Regions from separate parts of the Mus musculus genome. Here region 1 is linked to region 2. The links are chromatin contacts, called in public capture Hi-C maps. All regions are on one chromosome and are shown on one strand. Each heading gives the region's core, a stretch centred on a gene start, on an enhancer-like site or on the middle of the called end of the contact. The rest is flanking DNA. Distances are from core to core; before and after follow the strand shown.

Region 1 (5,548 bases), core at 2,237-4,736, 590 kb after region 2:
TGGACCTAGCAGGATTACTTCACCAACTGAGCTATATCCCTGGCCCAATATTGTAAACATTGGATGAACTAAAGAAAACAGCTCTTCATTGGTCCAAGCCAGTTTTCAAGTGGCCATCAGCCACAAGAGGCCAGTAGCAGCCAAAACAGACTGGGCCAACAAATATTCCTTCCAATCCTCAGAGAAAGCTCTAGTGTCCAGCACTGAGCCACAGTCATTCTTAGCTGGCAGGATTCTAATGCACACAAAGAGCTACTTACAGCTACCGTATCCTTCTGGTGCAGTCAGTTGTCCAGTTGTATTCAACTGGTTGTCAAAGTTTTCCTTCTGTAACTTTGTCTCCATTCAGCTGTGTGTTATCACCCTGGGACTTATGTTCTGGATCTTTGCCAACTCTTAAGTTCTATCATGTCCCCTTGGATGGACCCTCTTCTGAGGCACTCTGACGGCTGCTCCCCTCGTCCCACTTCTGCCAGCCTTAAAGAAGTCACAGGGAGACCAACACCCCAGGCCCCTAAGAGCAGTTTGGACGACATCTAAGAGGGGATGATGGACCATGAATGAGCCAAGCCACCCCTCTTCTTGCCACTCTGGACTGAAACAGCTGGACTGACACCTTCAGTGAACTTCTCTGTGTCACAGCTGGGCTGAAGCCTTCGCTGCATCAGTGAACTCTGTGTCACCAGCTCAGATCAGCGTGACACCCTCTAGGAGCAGGTCAACTCCTTGACGGACGCGGTACTCTACAACTCAAAAGGACTAGCTCTGACTGCTGCCCTCCTTGATCAGGGCTGCTACCACGCCAACAAATGCTGCCTGGTTTGAAATGGGGCCTAAAGGCACAGGGACCAGACAAAAGTTCCTCCTGGCTTCCCCCCACTCTGTCTCTTCCCCTGCCTCACGCTTTCTCCCTTCTTTATCTTAATACCTACATTTTTACCGTGTCTTTAAATGTTTTGCTTACTGAACCCACGCAGAATTTCCCATTCGAGCTCTCTCAGTGGCTCTCATCCCACAACAGCTCCATTTGTTCCTGACACATCTGAGAAACAACAACAATTTCTATTCAGCACCTAAACAACAATTGTTTAGGTGCTGAATAGAAAAGGGACCGTGATCTCTTCCACCACAGGCCAGATACAGTTCTTCACATTAACCCTTTATTGACCCCTCTTCCCGTCCTCTGCTGCTTTGTAGCCCTCTGCTGCTTCTGCTAGCTCATTTTTCTAGCAGTCCTGGCAATGGGACCAGTCACTGTCACCCTGGGACCAGCCTCTGCCCACTTTGTCTCACTCTTGTCTCTTCTGCCTAGGCTCCTGCTCCTCCCCCTCCCTCAACCTTCCCAGAAAATCTCTCAGCTCTACTCTATAACCAAATCATCTGCTTGTGGCCTTCTAATAAATATTTTCCCAGCTCTCCTCAGGAATGCGGAATGACAATGGCCTGATCCATCACAGCTAATCAAGACTCTAGCATACAACATGGCCAGAGAGTTTCCCTTTACTGGACCCAGAACTAACCCCTCTGATAAAGACTCTCCTCCGGGGAAAGAAAAGAAAAAGCTATGACATCCTGCCCTGCGTCTTTTTAATATCCTCTCAGAATTGGGACCGAGTTTCCTGCTGAAGGACTACACTTCCCAGCTTTCCTTGTGGACTACAGGAGTCCTCCCTTATAAGAGGCACATCCCATCTTCCCCTGTAGGCATTTTGGCATCCACAATCAAGTCTTTTTCTCTCTACCTTTGGCCCCTCTATTGTTGCCTTTTAAAAGTTAGCTAATATCAACCATGAATGACTGCCCTCCCCCCACCCCCACCCCCAGGTCATTTGCCTGTTACAGTAGTCTTACAGGACTAAGACTACTTAGGAGAGACATCAACTTGCCATAAAAAGCTGGGAGTGTCTGAGTTTGTTGAGGCCCACTTAATGCAAAGCTGCTTCTTAAATAGAATCTGAGTTCTAGTTCCAATCCTTGGTGGAACCCAACATGCTACTTATGACTGTCTCCTTTTAAGAGTTAATTCGGGGAGCTGGGAGATGGTTCAGTGGTTAAGAGTACTGGCTGATCTTCTAGAAGACCCAGGTTCAGTTCCCAGCACCCACATAACAGTTCACAACGGTCTGTAACTCCAGTTCCAGAGGATCTGATGCCCTCTCCTCTTCTGGCCTGTGTGGGCACTGCATGCACGGGGTGCACAGACATACATGCAGGCGAAACACCCTACACATAAAGTAAACATAAATAGACTATTTTTAAAGGTATCCCAATAGAGTCTGTCAATTATCTGTCCAAGAGTCTGCCTTTGTCCCGCCAAAAACTCTGAGTCACCTAAAGACATGCTATTGACAGGGAAGGACTAATTATCCCCTTAATGACATATTGTATTTTCCCTTCCTAGGAGCCTCTCCCTCAAAGCAGCTACTTGCAGGACATCCATCAGGCAGGCAGCACATTGGAGCCACCATTATGCACCCTGCCAGCTTTTCTGAATATTTTTTTCTTTTTCTGTGTATACATGGGGTATGTGTGTGTGTGTGTGTGTGTGTGTGTGTGTGTGTCTGGAATTACAGGTGGCCATCACACCCACTTAGCATTTACATAGGTTTCTGAAGATCCAAACTCAGGTCTTCGCCCTGGCATAGCAAATGCATTGGCCACCGCACCCCTTTTCTTTCTTCTCAATTCCTTTTCTTTCAGATCCTGGCTAAAGCCAGGACATGAGCTCGCACTTGTCCTCGGAAGCTCACCTCTCCCCCAGCTCCCACCAGGCTGCGGCTTTCCAGCCACAGCTCAAAAGACATGAATGCATCTTCTCCATCTCTCTATTCCAGAGAGACTGACAGCTTGCTTGATCTGTTGCTTTGCTATCAAACTCTAGTCTAACTGTGTTTGAGCTTCCTTCTGAGACCATTTCTAAATCCTTTTGTTGTTGAAACAAAGGCCCACCCAGGGAAGAAGCCCACTATACTCAGTAACATTGTAGAGATGGGATGCTCCTGGTGGGATGCTGCCCCACAGGCCGGAGTGCACAGCCCAGACCTTCATCCAACACGCAGACCAAGAATTACCCAACCATAGATGTCAATGCTGATGAAGTTGAGAACCAAGGGTACGTCAAACAAATGTGTGTAAGTGTCTTAGAGTGTCTACAGCTGTGCGGCCTGTGAATACAAGAACCCTTGCTGTGACCCTTGCTCATGACATACCCAAGCCAAGCAGGCCACTACCAGGCAGCTGCCCCCACAGATCACCACATGCAAGTTTATCCCACTGTCTAGCAGGTAGCAGGAGAGTCCGTTTCCTTAACAAAGCATCTAGACAGCACACTAAGAAGCAAGCTCGTGTGCTTGGTCAGTGTGGGCAAAGCATGAGCGTTTACCCCCAGTTGGCGATGAAGTCCCGTTGGGGGGTGGTTTTGTGCACTGTGTATTCAGATGCTGATTTCTGTTCCCAGAGATCTGGTTACAGTCCAGACTTTGGTCTAACTTGGTATTTTGTAAAACAATGTTCTCCATCGTCTCCTGATTGGTTAAATAAAGAGCTGAATAGCCTATAGCTGGGCAGGAAGGCAAAAGGTGGCCTTTCTGTGCCTGGCAGAAAAAGAGGGTCTCAGCCGGGCGTGGTGGTGATCCCGGCCTTTGATCCCAGCACTCAGGAGGCAGAGGCAGGCAGATTTCTGAGTTCAAGGCCAGCCTGGTCTACAGTGTGAGTTCCATGGCCAGCCAGGGCTACACAGAGTAACCCTGTCTGAAAACAAAACAAAACAAAAAAATAAAAACAGACAAAAACTGTACTTAGATGCTACCAGAATGGCTTCAATCATGAAAACAGCCAAAAAAGGGAAAAAGAAAGAAAGAATACAAACACTAGAGAAAGGGATCTTCATGCCCTATTAATGATAAAGTAACTAAGTATGCTAAGTAGTAAGTATAGAGAATGCTATGGAGGGTCCTCAAAAAACTAAATGTAGAACTACCCTAGGGGGCTGGAGAGATGGCTCAGTGGTTAAGAGCAGTAACTGCTCTTCCAAAGGTCCTGAGTTCAAATCCTAGCAACCACATGATGGCTCACAACCATCCGTAATGAGATCTGACGCGCTCTTCTAGAGTGTGTGAAGACAGCTACAGTGTACTTGCATATAATAAATAAATAATTCTTAAAAAAAAAAAAAAAGAACTACCCTAGGTTCAGGTATGGCACTCCTGTGCCCCTGGGTCTATACTTGAGGGCTGAGTCAGCATACAATAAGAGATGTCTGCATGCCCATGCGAACTGTGGCATCCACATTGCTATTCGAAGCCGGTACACTATGGAGTCAGCCTAAGTGCCCACCCACACTGCATACAATGGAGTTGCTCAGCCTAGGTGCCCACCCACACTGCATACAACAGAATGCTACTCAACCAAAACAAAGAAAGAAATTGGGCTGGATGTGATGACGAATGCCTAACTTGGGAAACAGAGGCAGGAGGGTCCAGATTTCAAGGTCGTTGACTACACAGTAAGTTGGAGGCGAGCCTAGCTTGCATGAGACCCTGTCTCAAAAGTCGGGGGAGCCAAATTAAACAATCTTCAAGAAATGAATAGAACTGGAGATCATCACAGTAAGTGAAATAAGTCAGACTCAAAGACAAGCACTTTGGGTTTGATCAACGATTTGGACTCTAGAAGGAAGCCCGGGAGGAAGGGGAGGAAGAGGAGTATCATAATGTGAAAGTGGGGGATGGGGTCTAGGAGATGGGGGAGGGGAAAGGAAGGGAGTGGAAGAAAAAGGGAAGGGAGGGGAGGAGAAGGGAGTCTACATCTTTTCTGAACCAGAACACTCTGTGGGTCCTGTTCCATCCGTTTGGGAGCCCTGGCGTGCACACCTTGCTGTCAACGTAGGTGTGACTTCACATTAAGAGGGCAGTGGCACCACAGCCCCTCCCCATCCCCTCCGCAGCACTTACCAAGCTCATCCACTGCATTGACATCGGCATGGCTGGCGATGAGCTCTTCCACCATGCCCTCCACTGCCAGGCGGGCTGCCAGGATCAGTGCAGTAGAGCCATCTGCCATTCGGGCATCCAGGTCAGTGGAGCGGTTCCTGATGAGAATCTAACGACGACAAAAGCCATGGCAGGACATTATGCCAAGGGAGGAGTATACCACACCCTGAACCCCAAATGCCACAGCTTTGGAACCCAGGAGCTACAGATATCTCCTGACTTAAAATGAGGTGCTATTCCTGCTAAGCACATTATAAATCAAAAAATATGCTCATTCAAAATGGATTTAAGTAACAGTATGATATGGAAGGACAGGGAGATGGCTCAGGGGACAAGCACCTGACGTCAGAGCCCAAAGTCCACCTAAAAAGCCAGTCTTGGTCATGTGTGCCCCAGGGCTGTGGGGAAGAAGACAAGAGGATCAAGAGAGCTTTCTGGACACCAGCTCAACTCCAGGCTCGCTGATGGGCTCTGTCTCAAAAGATTGGGTGGAGCACGATAGAGCAGAACAATCAACAGCCTCCTCTAGCTTCAGCAAGCTGGGCAATGTACATACC
Region 2 (5,457 bases), core at 1,719-4,218:
GTAGAGGGCAGATTAAAGAAGCAGTCTGTGGGAAAGAGGCAAAGACAGACCACCACGAGATTGATAATGGGAATCCTAGAAAGGGGTCCTCAAGGCCTTAGCATGTGCCCAGGTGCTGAGCTAGCTAGCATTTGGACTGTCAGAAGCTGTGGACACAATTTGAGGCTAGTCCAAACCTCTGGCCTCTGGGAGAACTTAACTCACTCCTGTATTTTGTTGAAAGTGGAAAAAAAAAAACACTCTATAATTTGATTGATATTCTCACTCCCCTTCCCCCAACTATGGTGGTAGGCAGCAGTGTGGCAGAGGTGGAAAGGGTCTAGAAAGGGCATGTGAACGAAGCCAGGCGGTGGTGGCACACGGGAGGCAGAGGCAGGCGGATTTCTGAGTTCGAGGCCAGCCTGGTCTACAAAGTGAGTTCCAGGACAGCCAGGGCTATACAGAGAGACCCTGTCTCGGAAAAAAAAAAAAAAAGGGCATGTGAGCATGTGAAGGTTTGAGATTCTGTCCCCCCTCTGGGTGAAGACTTACACAGTAAAAGACACTTAAAGCTCCTGCTAGTCTTGGTGCCGAATGGGATATGGAAGAAGGATGAAGCCGGCACCAGCAATGATCAGGATACTGCCATGCTCAAGAAGTGGGTGGTGAAGTTGAAGCCCAAGACAGCCATAGTTCAACCACCATCTTGAAAGCCAGTCCAGGCCATGGTCTCTCCAACCTCATGCTCATGCTGACATGGGAGAGCCCCAGTGAACAGAGAGGCACTTGCGGCTAAGCCTGATTACTTGAATTCAAGCCCCAGGGCCCACCACATAGGATAGAACTGATTCGCACATGTTACCCTCTTACTTCAATTCATGGCCATGGCATGTGCATATCCACATACATACATATACATTATATGCGCGTACATATTAAATAAGCATCATTGGGCTTACACACACACGTGTAAATACCTATACTAACAAGTACGTATAACACACACACACACACACACACACACACACACACACCACAAAATACAAACACCATAAACATCACCAACAAAACCCAGAGGAAGGTGGCACAAAAGGCCGAGCCTTTGGGAGGCTCAGACCATGACAATTCCTATAAGGGAAGCCCCAGAGAGTTCTCTTCCTTGCCACTGTGTGAAGATGCAGTTAGCAAGCACCATTCAATCAAGTACTAGATCACTTTGAAATGACTCCAAACACCATTGGCTACCTGAGTGTTGTATGCCGGCCTGCGGCCTACATGAACCGGGTACACCTGGGGGGCAGGCTGGGGCTGAAAGAAACTTAGACGGCGAGAAAAGAACGAGGCCAAGAAGGCCCACGAGTTTACTTAGAGATTGTGCTTATAAGGGGGAAGGCCCACCCCCCCCCCCAACCAGTCCACTCTTGGTGCCTGGAGCTGAAAGAAAGATAAAATTTCAAGACCTGTAAGTCATGTAACGTACTCAGAAATTGCTGGTTGTTTGTGAGCCTAGAGGCTGCCTGGGGCTGAGAAAAAAGAAAAACAAACCTGGGTATGCCCCATAGTTAAAACATTCCTGGGAACATCTTGACCATAAGATAAAGGGGAATGTGAAGACATAACAGGGCTATCTGAACTGAATCAACAACTCACAGAACTCTGACACCCTGCACGTACATGTAATTTTTCTGCTGATGTTTGAATAAGCCAATAGTGTGTTGCTGTGCTGAATTCCATACCCCTAAGCCCCTTACCCCATAAAAACCCCTAGCTTTCGAGCCTCGTGGCCGACACCCGTTATCTCCTGTGTGGGATGCATGTCGGTCCGGAGCTCCGTAATTAAACGACCTCATGTAATTACATCAAGATGGTCCTTCGTGATTTTTTTGAGTGCACGCCGAATCGGGAATGGAGGGGGGGTTTCCCCACTAGGTTCTATCAGAGCCATTCTGTCAGCACTCTGTCGCCAGGCTGGTTGCTTATTCAGCAATCTCTCAGGAAGACAGGTTCAGCCTCTCGGCAGGTAGCAGAAGAGCAGGGCAGTTGTCACTTCAAAAAGGAGCCAGCCGAGTCAGAAAGCTGCACCTCAGTGGCGACAAGATTTGTACCAGCCCACTTCAGGTTGGGGGAGGCTACACCAGAGTGGTCTATGCTTCACTGGGACATGAATTTGGAGGAAAATCCACCTTCCCTGAGAGGACCACATCGTACTTCACCAAACACCTGTCTCAACTACTGGATCCGATACCTCAGCTTGACAACAACCAAGAGCTTGACTGACGCTCAGAGCTCAGCAGGGACAGGAGCTGACCTCTAAGCTAATCTCCAAAGCCTCTTTTTCATAAGCTGCACTGCCCATGTACCTGTTTGGAGAACTCACACACCCAGTGGGAGCATTCACACACTCAGTGGGAGTACTCAACACAGTGGGAGTACTCCTGTGCCCTGTGTGAGCACACATTCACCCAGTAGGAACACCCTCACATGCCCAGTGCGAGCACTCACATGCCCAGTGGGAGCATTCCATGTCTACCAGGATCTTTCCACACCCATTCCGATGCTCTGGTCACACCCATCCCAGAGAGCCTCGTGACTTTAGTCAGGTTTGACATCCTTCAGGCTTGACGAGGCAGAGCTACCAGCCATGTCCAAAGTCAAGGTTTCTCCCTTCCCTCACCCCTTGTTAGGCACTGTGAACAAAAAGTCACCTTCTCTGTGCTTGGTCAGTCATGTGATCCACAAACTCAGGCCTGCATCATCTTCCTGTCTTAACTTTACAGAACGACCAGGAAAATGGCCCTTGCCATACTAAATCTGCCTGCTCCCTGGTCTTGGACTCCCTAACTCTAGAATGGCAAGGAATAAGTCTGTGTTTCCATGAGCCCCACCACTAACGGCATTTTGTTGCAGCAGCCCATATGGGCTAACAAAGAGAGCTCCCTTCCCTTGGCAGGTTCCCAGCCAGCGGCTGCTCCCACACAGCCTAGGGGAACATGACAGAGTCAGAGTAGAAAGATCGCTCCCATTGTGTGTGCTGGCAATGTCTTCTGAACATTGGACAGCTTGGCTCTGTGAATTTCCTGACTGGGCCCCGCACCTCCCCCACCGGCTTCTCAGAAGTCCTCCTCTGGCTGGTCCAAGAGCAATGGCAAGTGCATTGCTCTCAGGAAAGCCTCAGTGCGTCCTCTTTATATTCAGCCTGTGCATGTGGAACGTTGAAGGACCTGGCTGAGGAAAATCTGTGTGGAAAAAGCATGTTCCTCTAGCCTATTATCCCCCGTTCTCCTCCCTCCTCTCCTGTCCCCTCCTCTCCCTTCCCCTCACCCCTCCTACTCTTCCCTTCCCTCCTCCTCTCTCTTCTCTTCCCCTCCCTTCCCCTTCCCTTCCCCCCTTCCCCTCTCCTTTCTTCTCCCCCTCCCCTGTCTTCTTTTCCCCCTCCCCTCCCCTCCTCTCCTCCCCCTCCCCTGCTCCTCCTCTTCCTCCATCCCCTCCTCCTTTCTCCTCCCCTTCCCCCTTCTTCCCTGCCCCTTCCCCCTCCTCTCCTCCCCTTCCCTCTCCCTCCCCTCCCTTCTCCCCCTCCCATTAGTCTCTTTTGTTCCCTAGAATGTTTTGATTCAGTTTTCATGTCATCTGTACATACATGCTCTTATAAATCTGTACAATATCTAGGATCCACAAATGAGAGAAAACATAGGATTTTTGTCTTTCTGAGACCACCTTGATTCATTCAATACAGTTCTCTTTAGTTGTTTGAAAATGGCCTCACGCAATCCAGTATAATGAAATAAGATGATAAAATAATAAAATAAAATGAGAAATGTGGGCTTGCAGTGCTCCCTTTTCTTCTCTTTTTCTTTTGCTTTTTCTTTTTCTTTTTTTTTTTTTTTTTTTTTTTTTTTTTTTTGAGACAGGGTTTCTCTGTGTAGCCCTGGCTGTCCTGGAACTCACTCTGTAGACCAGGCTGGCCTCGAACTCAGAAATCCACCTGCCTCTGCCTCCTGAGTGCTGGGATTAAAGGCGTGCGCCACCACGCCCGGCTGCAGTGCTCCTTTATCTTTAGCATAAATCATTATCAACAACAACAAAAAATAAGTTTTCCCTGAGAGTTGGAAAGCCATAAAGCACTATCACTAACATCTGCTCCTTTGCTGTTTGTTTCAAGACAGAGTTTCTCCGTGTGGTCCTGGCCGTCCTAGAATTTGGGATTCAAGGTCTGTGGCACCACTGTTCAGCCCCTAACATCTGCTTTTTACTTAAAGGTACCACACGGATGAGCAGGAGGTAGGGGCACATCTGTCCCTGTCTCCTTAAAATGATGCAGACCCCATATGACAGCCGTAAACAAGCTCCTGCAGCTCCACCATTGTCCCCTTAGCACGCTAGTGTTGGTGATTCCAGATCTACACTAGTGTGTGTCTATGAGCTGTCTGGGCTCTGCCGAGGCCGGAGGCAAGTGACCTGTGTCCTCTTCCCGACTCAATGGGAGGTGGGCGAGGCACACATAGATTGGCCATCTATCTCAATCTCTACTCCTTTACAGCACGCATTCCTGAACACATGACACCCCAACACTGGCCATGTGGGATACCACAGTCAGTTACAACAGTTGTTCTTAAACATGTATGTAAGGCCAGGAAAACATGGCCACAAATATTCACTGTGGCTTGGTGAAAGGCTTCATTGTGCTTGAGCCATGCATATCCTTGCTGTGTGTTCTAGGGAGTGCCAGGTAAGCTAGGGAGCTTGTGACAAGGCAGTGGCTAGGACACACACACACACACACACACACACATACACACATACACACATACACACACACACACACATATTTGCGTGTGTATGTATATGCATATGTGTGTATGTGTGTATGTGTATATGTATGTGCATGTGCATATGTATTTTACATACACACACATATGTGCATGTGCATGTATATGCATATGTGTGTATGTGTGTATGTGTATATGTATGTGCATGTGCATATGTATTTTACATACACACACACACACACACACACATATATATATACATATATATATCCAGTCTTGGTGTTTTGTCCAGTGGGCAGCAGTGGCTTTGCCTTTCAGGGACTGCTGTTCTAGAGAGCTCTGTTGCACAGGATTATCTTCTGAGCCAGACAGATCCCACCTTCATGAGTTCAGCTGTGTTTGCTTGCAAAAGATCATCACAGCTAGGCATGTTGACTGGTGACATTCCCTCATAGGAGGAGGGAGCAGGGAGAGTCATGGGACCCTCACCTGAGTGTCCAGCCATTCCCTGCAACCAGCTGTATGTGATTCTGTCCTGATCGAGTGTGGTCTCCAGGGTTTCATGGAGGGGCTAGAGCACATAGATTTGGAAGAATGAGGGGAAGGGTTTCTATCCACACAGCCTTGGGAGTGTTACCATCCACGCTGGGTACAGACCTTCCAGTGTGGCTACTTTAAGGTCACCCATACTTTTACCCATACTCCCCATCAA

Evidence for each region. Capture Hi-C pulls out chosen DNA fragments and counts their contacts.
Region 1: a contact with region 2 is called in a capture Hi-C map of embryonic stem cells, with 2.4 times the contacts expected there. The contact joins two enhancer-like sites. A contact is called at or near these places in 1 of 115 datasets of contacts at active chromatin or transcription factors (large pre-B cells) and 1 of 9 other capture datasets (embryonic stem cells).

What each region holds. Positions count from the first base shown.
Region 1 is chr17:32,127,250-32,132,797 of GRCm38.p6, forward strand. Notch3 (notch 3) reads right to left here. Exons shown (of 33, transcript NM_008716.3): 31 at 4,953-5,100. It overlaps Gm38585 (a long non-coding RNA gene), which reads left to right. Exons shown (of 2, transcript XR_876750.3): 2 at 350-4,243. Among named protein-coding and RNA genes, the nearest start is that of Gm41568, 9.8 kb to the right of the region's middle. Within about 2 kb of position 3,487, at least 2 of the 459 cell types and tissues checked have an H3K27ac peak or open chromatin away from gene starts, as enhancers often do. A contact at or near this core is called in embryonic stem cells, where this site is marked.
Region 2 is chr17:31,533,018-31,538,474 of GRCm38.p6, forward strand. No RefSeq gene overlaps it. Among named protein-coding and RNA genes, the nearest start is that of Ndufv3, 16 kb to the left of the region's middle. Within about 2 kb of position 2,969, at least 123 of the 459 cell types and tissues checked have an H3K27ac peak or open chromatin away from gene starts, as enhancers often do. A contact at or near this core is called in embryonic stem cells, where this site is marked.